Regions from separate parts of the Capsicum annuum genome. Here region 2 is linked to region 1. Evidence: chromatin contacts called from public Hi-C data. All regions are on one chromosome and are shown on one strand. Each heading gives the region's core, a stretch centred on a gene start, on an enhancer-like site or on the middle of the called end of the contact. The rest is flanking DNA. Distances are from core to core; before and after follow the strand shown.

Region 1 (6,665 bases), core at 3,413-5,912:
CCGATACAAGAGTTGCCTTGTTTTTATAATTTTGTTTAACTTTCACAACAACGTTATAACAATCAGTTATTACTTCTTCACCACCCATATTAATAACTAGCAACGATTCAATGTTACCAACTACAGCTAGTGCAAGTCCAGACGACTCAACAATATCAAGGCACTCAATTGTCATATCAATCGCATCGAAATCATCACTATCTATTACAATACACTTATTGTAATGCACAATGGATATTTTTTGAATCCAGGTTCTTGTTTCAAAATCTGAAGAAAAAGTTTAACAACCATATCATTATGATTCTCCAACGCTGATGAATTGCCTTGAACAACGTATTTTGCATGAATTTTTCAGAGATACATCAATTTTCAATTGAATTGATATATCATTCATTAAATCTTGGTACGAAGTTCTTTCATGAATGACAATACCGTCGACCCGATAGTTATCGTACCTAGTCACTGAAACCCAGACCCCAGAATAATAAGACAGTCATGAGCTCCATTGAAGTTAATCAAATAATGAAGAAGGAAGAATGAAGATTTTTTTTGTTAAAATTCAAAACGATTGAGCTTGTAATCTGATTTGCTTTAAAAGATTTGGTTTTCTTCAAATTTTAAATCTGGTAGGAAGGAATTGCGAATGTTCAGTTTGTAATAAATTGAGCGTGATTTGCATGGAAGAGTAAAACAAAATTTGTTACTTCCTAAAATAAATATCTATTCTATTTTAAATGTATCAATTTTTATCCGTATCACCTTATACCATATGTATGATGATTTCAAAAATTCGAGATAAGATGTAATTAACTAAATAGTTGGATAACATGTAATATCATTTAAATATTCAGAGATTTATGTAAGTTTCCTTTACTTTAAAGTGGATGACTTAAATGATTGTCCCAAAATGGGGTTCCAATGCACTTGGGTCATTTCCCAATTAATGAATCGAGATTGCCTGAGAAAATGAGAAAGGATCACCAGTTAGGCCTCTTGGTTCAACCATACAAAGGTGCAATATGGTTTACATGCCCAAATTCACCATTCAAATCTACATCCGCAAACGAAAAGCCCAAAAGAAAAATGTAATTAACCTGCTAAATTACGATAGTACAATTTCAAAAATGTGCATGTTAATGGCATTCTAGTGCTTGTAAGTTCCAACTTCCAGAATATTTGTAAACCACACAAATATCCTGAGGTTATTATATAGTTATACATAACTAACTTTCCAATAAAGAATGAAACACCATACCTTCCCCTTTTTATAGCTTCTCTCTATATATAGAGTAAAAGAAGCCTCATTTCTTTGCAACGTCTCTCTAAACAACTCGCCCTGCATTGCAGGGAGGGCATATTAATTAGGTGCACAATCGTTCGAGCGTAGCCATTTTTTCGTGGAACGTTCTCCTCCAAAGAATGACGGAAGAGGAAGTCAGCTCCACAATCACCATCACCATGAACAACAACAATAACAATAAATCTTCGGTTGATGACAACATTGTCGATCAACCACAACCAGTTGTCAAGGAGAAGAAAAAGCATGGTGCTTTTAGCTTCCTCAGAGCTGCATCACTCAAGCTCCGTCGTCGTCGTTCCCTTGATCTAAAGCAACAGAAATTTTCCCTTGATCTAAAGCAACAAAAATTTTCTCAGGTACGTATGCCTAGAATGTTTCATTAATAAGTTTCACTTTCTCTTTTAAGATGACTATTCAGATTCAGATTCTAATTCTGTTAGTAGATTGACTTTGTCAAGGGCGTTTCAATAAAAATAAAATTAGAGGTTAAAGCCAAATTTTAATAAGAATATTTAAATGTATACTCATACATCATAAAATATTCAAATTTTAATAAGAATATTTAATTAAATGTATACTCATACATCATAAAATATAATTTTGATTTGTCTTTTTCTTTAAGATTTGAGTTGTTTAATTCAAAATTCTACAATATTTTTTATAAGACATAAAGCAAATGTCTTACTTGTCTCACGCCTGAGTCAGCCCTGACCTTCCTTAGAAAGGTGAATTTGAATTGTTGAATATATGTGTCATTTTGGCATATTATCATATTCCCTTGCTTATAGGATGAAGCACATGGAACTCTTCAACTTTTAGACATGCACTCATCCACTGATTTCTTAATTCTGAATACCTCAGGATGGGGAACCTGTTGCCGATTCAAAGGGAGAAAATTGGAAGAAGTTGGTAGGCTCAATGAGGCCTTTACATCTCCAAGACAACCAATCACCTCCAAATCCTCGCCCACCGGTGAAATCTCCATCTATGCCTGCAGAATTCTTTGAACAGTTTTCCTCGCCGTACTCTGTCTCACCCTCATCGTCCTCTGCTGGCACGATGAGTCAGTATGCATCAGCAAATAATCTACAAGAGCTCTACGGGGAGAGGGACGATGAGGAGGAGGAGGAGGATCCTGACCAGGCATTCGATGCATATGGAGCAGACGACATGATTGATGCGAAGGCAGAGAACTTCATTGCTCAATTTTACGAACAAATGAGGCTTCAACAGTGATTCGCAAAATCAATCACAAGGATCAAATTCATTTTCATTTCCTTTTGTAGTAGTATAATTAATTCAAGTACTCTACATTCTTTTAGCAAAGGTATCATATTTCAGGATTAATGTAGAAATGTCAATGCCTTTTGCTCTAATGTCTCTTAGATCTCCACGGAATAATCAGTTCCAAAGGAGCAGGTCTTTTTTCTATGTTGCACTCTGTTTGGAATCAAGAAACAAGTTAAAGAAAAAACAAAATATTTGAATTCTTTCATTATGTTTGTTCTAAATGGGCTTAGGTAAACACAATGGATCACATTGTAATTAAAGAATATGAATCCGATCTAAGAGAAACTTTTTGTAAAGATAAAATTATTGTCCTACTATTTTGCCATCATCCTTTACTCTTTTTTACCAGTGATGATACACATACTCCGTTCACTTGTATGAGTCACATTTCGTTTCACAAGTGTCAATTTGACTTATCCTCCAATCAATGACCTTGTTGGCCTAAAACAGTCCAAGAATACACTTGATGAAATATGATATTGCCTGCTTTTGGCGAAGCCTACAAGCTATTTCCCAAAAGACATCACGCTTTCAAGAGTATCCAACATCTTATAAATAACTCATTTCTTTTCAACTATTAATGTGAGACTTTGTTTGCATAATCAACATAGTTTGATCAACTTGAAGTTCCAGACCAGTTATTATGAAGAAAAAAGAAGGTAGAAAAACAAAATCATGTTCATTGCCAGGCTCAGATATTGAAAATACACAGAAAATTTAGCACAAAGTTGGGTCTAAAGATGTTCAATTTTGGCAAATGTTCATCCAGCCCTTTTTATCTTTTTGTTGAGAAAGTGAGATGAGGAATCATAAAAGAAATAGCTTTCTACTAAAGACGAGACGATCAACAAAAGTCAATCTCCGACAGAACGGTTGACATCTACTACAAATCAATTACTACTAGCTAAATCTATTACAAATCAAAAGGACAAATCAATTTCATAGATTATGATAAGCAAACAAGGCATGAAAAATCACAACAACAAATTTTGGTCAACCATTAACTAGAGGAAGAATGACTTTAAAGCTTGTAAGGAAGAAATTAATCTCAATTGTAAACATTAATAAAATGACATTCAATCAAATTAGAATTGACAAAAAAATGAAACAAAACATCCTAAGTACAACATATGAAATTAGACCTGTCACCAGTTACCTCTATGTCTTCACCTTCCTCTGTATCTTACAACTTTCAAAACTCACAAACAGATCATGTTGACTCGCAGGATAGCCCGATGCACAAAGCATTCCGTGTTAGCAGGGTCCGGGAAAGAACCGCATTCTCCGTCAATAGCCATGGATAATTTCTGAGCATTTATTCTTGAACCACCTTAGTCCATTCCTAATTGAAGTTTTGACCTTGCCTTCAATAGTGTAAACTTTGTATTTTGCTATTCTCTTTCGTCTCTTCATCTCTGGATCATTGAATCCCCATGGCTTATTTGATGAAGGTGCTGCTGCCACCTGACTCGGCCACGTTCCCCTGCTCGTCACTCCTGCCAGATCCGGTGACCGAGCTCGACTTACCTAAACAGGTGAACAGCAGCAGCCGAATCAGAATTTTCATTAAGCAAATTCAAAATATAAACACGCTAAAAAGCAACATTTACTATATAAAGGATCAACATTTAGATAAAACTTATTTTGACCACATAGATACTCAAATAAACCACTTGCACCCCTAGCTTCGCATTGCAAGCAAATCTAGAATTTTAAACTTAACGTGTTTTACTTAAAAGTTTTTCAACATTATGAGTTTGAAATCTAAAAATTTTGCACATACATATATTTATCTTTGGTTCGCATTTTAAAAAAAAATATTAAGTTCAGATGAACATTTGCTCGTGCAAATTACCTGGTTGTTGTTGACTCCTCTTCCGCTAACGATCTCCAGTCTACGGTCACCGGAGCACTGGAAACTCTGCCGGCACTCTTCCATACTTGGTCGTAGGCTATTTATTATGTAAAAGTGTGCAAAAATGTAAACTTGCCAAGAGGATATACAGACATTCAAGAATAGTCTAGGGGTGTTCATGGATTTGGTTAAAACCAAACCGAACCGTAAACTAAATCAAAACGATTAAAAAAACTGACGTTTAGTTTGGTTTAGTTAGGTTTGGTTTTAAATTTAAAAAAACCGATGCTATTTGGTTTAGTTATGATTTTACTTAAAAAAATCGTGAAAATAACCAAATCGAACCGAGAAATTGTATATATTTATATTATAATTATTTATAAATAAAATATAAATATTTTATTAAATTTAATTTAAAACTAAATTTTAATTTATGTCTAGCCCAACCAATACTTGAGCCTAATTGCCCAAAGCCCCAAACTCAAGTCCAACTCTACCTACTATTACTAATAAGTTAATTCTACGGTCCCTACCTCACTTTTTCTACTTCAGCTTTCACAATACGAATTACCATGGTACCTGATTCAAATGATAGTTTTATGTCTCCTTGTTTATTCAATCGTTTTCTATATGATTAGCTCACCTAACTAGTCATTAAAATAAACAGATAATTCAAATTTGCCCAATTCTGTCTCTTCTTGCAGTACACTGCAACAAAATATAAAGCTTTATTTTGCAATGTACATGTATGTGTTTGTATGTTGTTGGATAATCTTAGTGCCTACAATACAAAGTTGGTGTTTTTCATCTCAATATTGATTTTGTTTAATGTGTTTGTTCTGATTTTTAAGAGTTATAGAGTCATTTGTCTATCACTGTACAAATATTTCATGAGAAATTGTTCAATATGATACTCTTTTCTACGGGTTAAAAAAAAGAGTCTATTCTAGAGATGGTTGGAGTATGCTAGTGAATAACCGAAAAAATTGAAAAATCGAACCAAACCGGTAAGAACCAAACCGACAGTTATTTTCTTTTTGTGGTTTGGTTTGGTTTGGTTTTAGAAATTCAAAAACCGACTAAATTGATTTTAGTTATGATTTTAGCCACTAACCGATCCAAATCGACCCATGAACACCCCTAAAGAATACCTTTGGGAATGTGAAATGGTATTATAGTAATAGGCTATCTAAATAAACTATTGAAGGAAAACATTTTAGTATATCTGTAAATTTAAATAATTCTCCTTATATAAAAATATGTGACAGAGCATCTCTATTTATAATACTAGTAAAATTAAATTATAAAATCTTATCTAATATAAATTTGGAGACTCAGTCCACAGTCTGAAGTGTATGCTTGTGATTCTGTGCGTTGCTAGGACTTAACGTATCAGCTACTACCATCGGACAACGTAATTCACGGTGATGGTAGATATGGTTCTTATGTTTGTGGTGTCGTCGGGGCCTTGTCCCGACATAATTATTGACTCATGGCAATAAAGGTTTTGTACTCTTTGATAATGTCTTTTTCAAATGTTATGGATTTTTAAAATTCTTTTACATGATCGTTTTGAACTTCACTACTCATAAATAAATTTTAGTTTCGCAAAAAAAAAAGAATTTGGAGAAACAAATTCTAACTAGAAATAATTAAACAAATATCAGATTTAAAATAAATTTAATTTTCTACTCTAAGTTTGAATTATTATTTCAATAATTATAGTACTTAAAACTTTTTTTGAGAAAAAAAAAAAGGTGAGGCACCTGGAAGATGGAACAGAACTTTAGCTGTAATGTGCTTGTTTTTTTTTCTAAAGATTAGATTCTATAATGGTGGTATCCCAGTACTCGATGACACTTTATTTTTTCAATTGGAACATTATTTAAGTAGGGGTTTTTTATGACTATTTCGTGATTCGTACTATGGTGCTATAATTAATTAAATGGACGTTTGAAAATTATGGTGCCTGGGATTTATTATTATGTCGTGCCAACCTCGATGTTGTCGATCTTGTCACCTTAAAAGAAATCATAATTAATTTCGGTTGGTCATGATAAGAGAAGTCGATAATTATATTATTCTAGTTACACAAAAGGGTATCCAAAGTGATTATTCATATTATTTTAAGGAAAAATTCAGAAATAGCAACCCTCTAGTTTTAATTATAAATTTTATAGTAATAGTTTTATAATTACGAAAAGTAGAAAATTGTATTTT
Region 2 (6,247 bases), core at 1,805-4,304, 56 kb after region 1:
ACTCCCTGAAGTCGAGGGACTTGACTTTACATTTCTGTTTCATCTTAATTTCTGAAAAAATAAAACACACTTCTTAGAAAAATCACTTTGATCTTGTGTTGAGGGTGTTGTTGTACTTCATAATGTTCTTGTTTTAAACTTGAACTAGTGTTGAAGTTATTGTGTCAAATTACAGATTCTTGAACCCGAAAACGTTGAAGAACAACAGGCCTAACTTATTAAGGTCACTTTAATTACGTAACATATCATTATGCAAATCATGTGTGTTATTTTGCTTTGTAACTTCAAGTTTATTAATACTAGTGAAGTTTTATTGATTTGCACTTACTTGAATAATATTCTGCCCGTCATATATATGATTTGTATATGCATACAAGATAGAGATTAGAACATCGTTGTAGATCTTTTGAACTGGACTATGGAAAAGGCACAAAATAATTGAAAATGGCCTTCCAAAAATTGTGTAATAACTGTGTGAACTACTAGATACAGCAAATTATGACCTATGATATTGAATTAGCATTGTTGTACCTTGAAGATATGAATATGAAGATAAACAAGGTTGTTTCATGCAAACTCTTTTTATTATTTAGGATATTCTTGTATTGTGTATTAGGATATGATTGTGTTATGATGGCCTCTTTTGCCTCTATACCAATTGAAAGAGTTCTACTTCCTTTTCTTCCTATATAGTCTAAAACCAATCACATCACGACTTTGGAGAAGTATGGATACCCGGCATGATATTTTTGAAACATCGAATTTTATGATCTAGGGGAGGGTGGTGTGTATGCAACCTTACCCTACCTTATGAAGATAGAGAAATTGTTTCCAATAAACTCTCTCTTATCACTGAGAATATGTGACGTAATTTCAAGAACCCAAACAATTTTCAGAACACTGTATTTTGTTTAGAATATGTGCCTTCGAGAAACTTGATACTTGTTTTTCAAAAAAAGTCAAACAACTTATTGTATCCTAAAATAAAATTGTGAGAGTGATAACATTACCGGAGTCAGTTACAATACATCGGTGTCTGTATAGGCAGGCAGTGGAACAGCACCTAGGGCTTTCACAGGCTCGTCCTTTATGTTGAACTTCTTACTATTGACAAAATCAGTGAAAATCCAAGAAATGACATAACAGATGAGTAGTATAGTTTTCCTATAAAATCCATGTTTCTCCAATAAAGAAATGTAAACAAGTTAACACAACTCAATTTTTCTATACTGAACTACGACTGCAAGACAAAAGATAAACTTCACAGTTCACACCAGAAAGGCAGGTCTTCTGTGACAAAGAAAACATCACCCAAGTGAGCATAAAGATTCACAAGTCTAGTGCCAATAAAACTATAAAGAAACATCATCCAAGTGAGCATAAAGATTCACTAGTCTAGTGCCAATAAAACTATAAAGAAACATCATCCAAGTGAACATAAAGATTCACAAGTCTAGTGCCAATAAAACTACTCTGAGCCTTCCCTGACACAACGAGAAGGGCATGAAGGCACTTCAAAATGTAAATTTTGGTATTGGACTGGAATAAATGCTCAAAATCAAACTCTTTTTTCTTGCTTGCAACACCATTTGTTAATATGTCGTTGTAAACTTCCAATTGAGTATGACTTGCAACAGAAAAAGGAGAACGACAGAGATTTTGTGGAACTCTAACTTTTGAAGGCCAATTATAATCAGCAAAGACAACAGAAATGAAATCATCCCTACTTCTAAAATCGGATTGTCATTTTCTGCGTTGTGTTCTGTATATTCTACCTCATCCTCTGAATCAGTACCCCACTCCAGCAATTCATCAGAATCATAATAATCTGATTCTGCATTCTCATTCACTTGTGGAATTAAAATTCCATTAGTGGGTGGACCGACAACATTACTCCGATTACTAGTACCTTTTTTGGGTCTACCTTTCGCCTTCATGCCAAGACGCTGAGTAACAAAATCATGATAATCATCATCGTCTTCCTCCAAGTTGTAATCGGGATCATTGAAATTATCATCCTCTACCTCACCCAACATTTTACTTTGGATAACCCCTAATACATTATCGCTTAAATTCAGAACATTGCCATCTTGGACTTCTTCAGCTAGCACCATGCTCAAAACTTCTCAAACTGTGACCCTAAAAACATAGTAAAAACAGTGTAGACAAATAATATGATAAACAAACAGAATTCAAAGGTTCTTAAGAAAAGTTTAATACCCACATTAATAAAGAACCCTAATTCCACTTGTCTTATTTGATTCAACAACAAACAATTACAAATAAAAATAAAGAAGCTCAAAATCAGACAAAAATCATAGGTTTTTCATAAAAAACAAAAAATAAAATGTTAAGAGCACCTTATTTTCTCGGGAGTTAGTTGCGTAGTAGTTCTTTTCTTCGTGAAACAAAGACAAGTTCGAGCCCTCTATTTGAGATTCACTTATTGTCCTCTGTTCCATCTTCAAGAGAGAGGAGAAATTCCTAAATAGGAGAAGAGGAAAGATGAAAAGCCGAAGAAAAAGCTGCAATTCGTAACTTAAGAGGAGAATAAAGGATAAAAGAGTCATTAAATTAATATCTTATATTTTCTAAAATTCTCTTACGAAAATAAATTACATAATAAGTAAAAATTGGTTTAAAAAATAATAAAATAAGTTGAGTGACAATCTAAGTAAAATATTTAAAGTTGAGTAACTTTCTAAGTTAAGTCCAAAGTTTAGACTTTCTGGAATAAAAGTTCAAAGTTAGTGACCATTTAAGTTATTAACTTCTTATTACTATTAATCTCAGATATAGCTTTCTAAAAATCTTTTAATTCAAACCTTTGTAACAATTCACTTTGATGATCTTCATTTGCACTCAGAGTGGAGCCTCTTGTCTCTGGCGTGCCTAGTAAATACTCCTCATAGTATTCGACAAACAATTTTGCTATACTAATCGAGTCTGTTTTCTATCTACATACCTTATCCACACTACTAAAGTCCCACCTATTCTGTCATATGCTTTAAGGATAGAGTTAAAATCTCCTAATACCATCCATGATTTAGTGCACCTTCTACTTTGTACCACCAAGTATATATGTAAGTGATTTCAAAAGTATTGTACCACCAAGTATATATGTAAGTGATTTCAAAAGTAAGTTGTAAGGGAATAAACATCACCTCCCAAGTAACCTTTTGAGAAAACTTACATATAAGGAACACCTTATAATAATCGGGTCTCCAGGTTAGCTATATCCTCCCATTATAATGATATTCTAGGCTGATATATATTGCCAACCACCAAACATACTATTAGCTCAACTTTTCAATCTTCTCATTTTTCATTTTTATTTCAAGTAACACTCTCTTTGAATGGTGGTTTGCCATGGTTTCATAATATACGGTACAGTATGGTATGGTATGGTACTGTATAGTATAGTAAAATGCAATGTTTGGATAGATTGTATAAACCGTTTTTTTGTTTGGTTCGATGGTATGGTACTGTATCGTAAGGCGTAATTTTATAAAATACCCCTGATTATTATAAATTTTAAATTTATAATAAGGAAAATTCTCAAATATGCTCATTTATCCATCCGTTAAAAGGTGGGCTCATTCATGTCATCACCGTTACAAAATCGGTCCATCCATGCCATTATTTTTTAACTATGGTTTTTTAAAAACAACTTTGTCACGTGACCTCTTATTAGAGGTCCACATAATTAAGTAAAATAAATCAATATTAATTAAAAAATATGAGACCCATTTAATATCTGACCCACGCCCATTTAATACCCGACCCATTTAATATCCGGGTGCCTGCACCAAAAGCAGCCCCTACTGCTATACCAGCAGTCAAAACATTGACCAGCAAACGTAAAAGAGTGTAGTAACACCCATGGGTTATCATTGACACGAACTCAATTAGTAATAAATTGAAAAAGGTACTGGGAGAAAAGCTTATAAGCATTACGTAGTCCAAGCAAATGTAGATTTTCTTTGAATCAGTGCATGTTTATTAGTCTAACAAACAAATAACATACCCAGTATATTCCCAATAAGTGGAGTCTGGGGAGGATAAGTATACGCAGTCCATACCACTATCTCGGGTGAAATAGAGAGGCATCTTTATTAGAATAATAGTTTTTAATAAGCACTCCCAAAAGAAAATGTAATTTTCATAAATTCTCTGTACATTCATTCCGCAAAGGGAATTACTTCTGTTGCTCTTACACTGGCTACAAAAACATTACCTCCAATTGGTCATGTATACAGAGAAAAGTTCAAAGATTGTACTATCTTACAAACACATATAAAATAATACAAAGATATCACTTATTGTTACAGATGATGCTTCAGCATCTTACTTCATCAGTTGGACTAAGGGTTTTTGGATTTTTTGGTTATTTGGTCGATAGAGTGGGAAGACAATGTGGGGATATTAAATGGGTGTGGGTCGGATATTAAATGGGTCGGGCATTAAATAGATCTCATATTTTTTAATTAATACTGATTTATTTTACTTAATTATGTGGACCTCTAATAAGAGGCCACGTGGCAAAGTTATTTTTAAAAAATCACAGCTACAAAATAATGGCATGGATGAGCCGATTTTGTAATGGCGATGGCATGAATGAGCTCAACTTTTAACAGATGGTATAAATAAGTCATTTTTTATAGTTCAATGGCATATTTGAGTTTTTTCCCTTTATAATAATTAGGGGTATTTTCTTATTAACTATGAACAGAATTTTCTTTGTGTTGTCACTGACACATACTATTTGTTTTTATCGTCAACATAAAAATACAAATGAATTGATAATTAACATATCACGTCTCTTATATCCATTGCAGCAGCATAAAGGACATATTGGTACTCAAGCTACACCAATCTCTTTACCACAAACCTCTCAAGTTCCTAATATGTCACAACTTCCTCGCCATTCTGCTGCACCACTGCCATCTCATCTTCAACAACAGATGCATCCAGCATTCCCCAAGTTGAAGCAACGCAACAAAGAGCAGAGAGAGATTGAGAGCAAAAAAGCATAAAAATAAGTAATATAGGGTAAAGGGTAAAATAAGATTAAATAAAATTATATAAGGACATAATTAGAAAAAAAAAAAAAAAAAAACCATGGCATAGGAAATTGGGTGATTTCATGGTAACCAAACCATGAAAAAAATATCATATCATACCATGGTAACCAGCGTTCAAACAAACACTAAGTCTACGAGATTCGTCTTTTCTTTATTGCAAAGGACCGTAACCTCCTTTTTTTTTTTAGTAGGATCATTGAGCCTCTCCCTCCCTCCATATTTCAGCTAAGTAGATTGACAATTCCTAGAGCTAGGAACAATATAGCGTTTATATTCTCTACATTTTCCCTTATCTCTTAATTCTGATGGAGCAACATACTCCAATTTATATTCAACATTTGGAGATGTTAAACTCATCTCATATAGATTTCTTCCTAGTCCTTAGTTCAACTTCCTCCTTCACCTCATCTGACCATGATAGCGAACTAGTACTCGAGGACGCCTCCAACATCATGCTTGAAGACTTCATCAATACCTTACCCTAAATAGTTTCTGCCTCAATTTGCTTTTTTCTATCTATTTTTTTTTTATTGCAAGGTATTGTTCTATTGGTTTTTGCTGTAACTGACTTCATCAAATCCTCAATAGCTAGAGAAGTGCTTACCTCAAGATTGAGTGTAGCTAATGCTATTTTCATTATCCTCGATTCAAATGTGCCTTTTGATCCTACTGATTCAATAATTGATTTTTCTGGTTTTCGGCTCAATTTCAATCATTTTCCTTTATTTTGTCTTTGCGTCTTGCCTTACTGATTTATTAATAATTCAAATACGTAAAATTGTATTGATATTAATTACTCCAAATTTTAAAAAGCAAACAATGGAGTTGTTTGGAACAGTGAAAAACAAATTATTCTAGAAATGAATTCTTTATTAATCATTAATATGATTACTGGAACCAAATACCATGGGAGATGCAACCTAATATTTGATCCTAGAGTAAAGAAAAATCCTTTTGTTTTGGTAAAGAGTGTTGAATTACAGAGAATTTACACGACTTCAAATCACCATTGATGAAGCTTGAGTAATCTCCATTGATGTGCAGCTAGGAACTGCAGTTGGAGAGAACAAGGAGCAAAATATCTAATACATATGGGCAGCTTGAAAGTAGAAAGGAACCAGAGGGATTTGGGGAAAATGAAAAGTAAGCATTTCATCTGTGTT

The links. Hi-C and Micro-C count contacts between places; a contact is called where the count stands out from the background.
Region 2: a Hi-C map of leaf shows a contact between it and region 1, with 2.1 times the contacts expected there. The contact joins the enhancer-like site here to the promoter of LOC107864084 in region 1. A contact is called at or near these places in 2 of 5 Hi-C or Micro-C datasets (leaf and placenta).

What each region holds. Positions count from the first base shown.
Region 1 is chr3:26,684,448-26,691,112 of UCD10Xv1.1, forward strand. It overlaps LOC107864084, which reads right to left and starts at 4,663. Exons shown (of 2, transcript XM_016710347.2): 1 at 4,446-4,663; 2 at 3,607-4,117. The coding sequence starts at 4,625. The coding sequence ends at 3,878. It overlaps LOC107864083, which reads left to right and starts at 1,273. Exons shown (of 2, transcript XM_016710346.2): 1 at 1,273-1,656; 2 at 2,162-2,795. The coding sequence starts at 1,420. The coding sequence ends at 2,536.
Region 2 is chr3:26,741,842-26,748,088 of UCD10Xv1.1, forward strand. No RefSeq gene overlaps it. Among protein-coding and RNA genes, the nearest start is that of LOC107866429, 25 kb to the left of the region's middle. Within about 2 kb of position 3,055, at least 3 of the 5 cell types and tissues checked have an H3K27ac peak or open chromatin away from gene starts, as enhancers often do. A contact at or near this core is called in leaf, where this site is marked.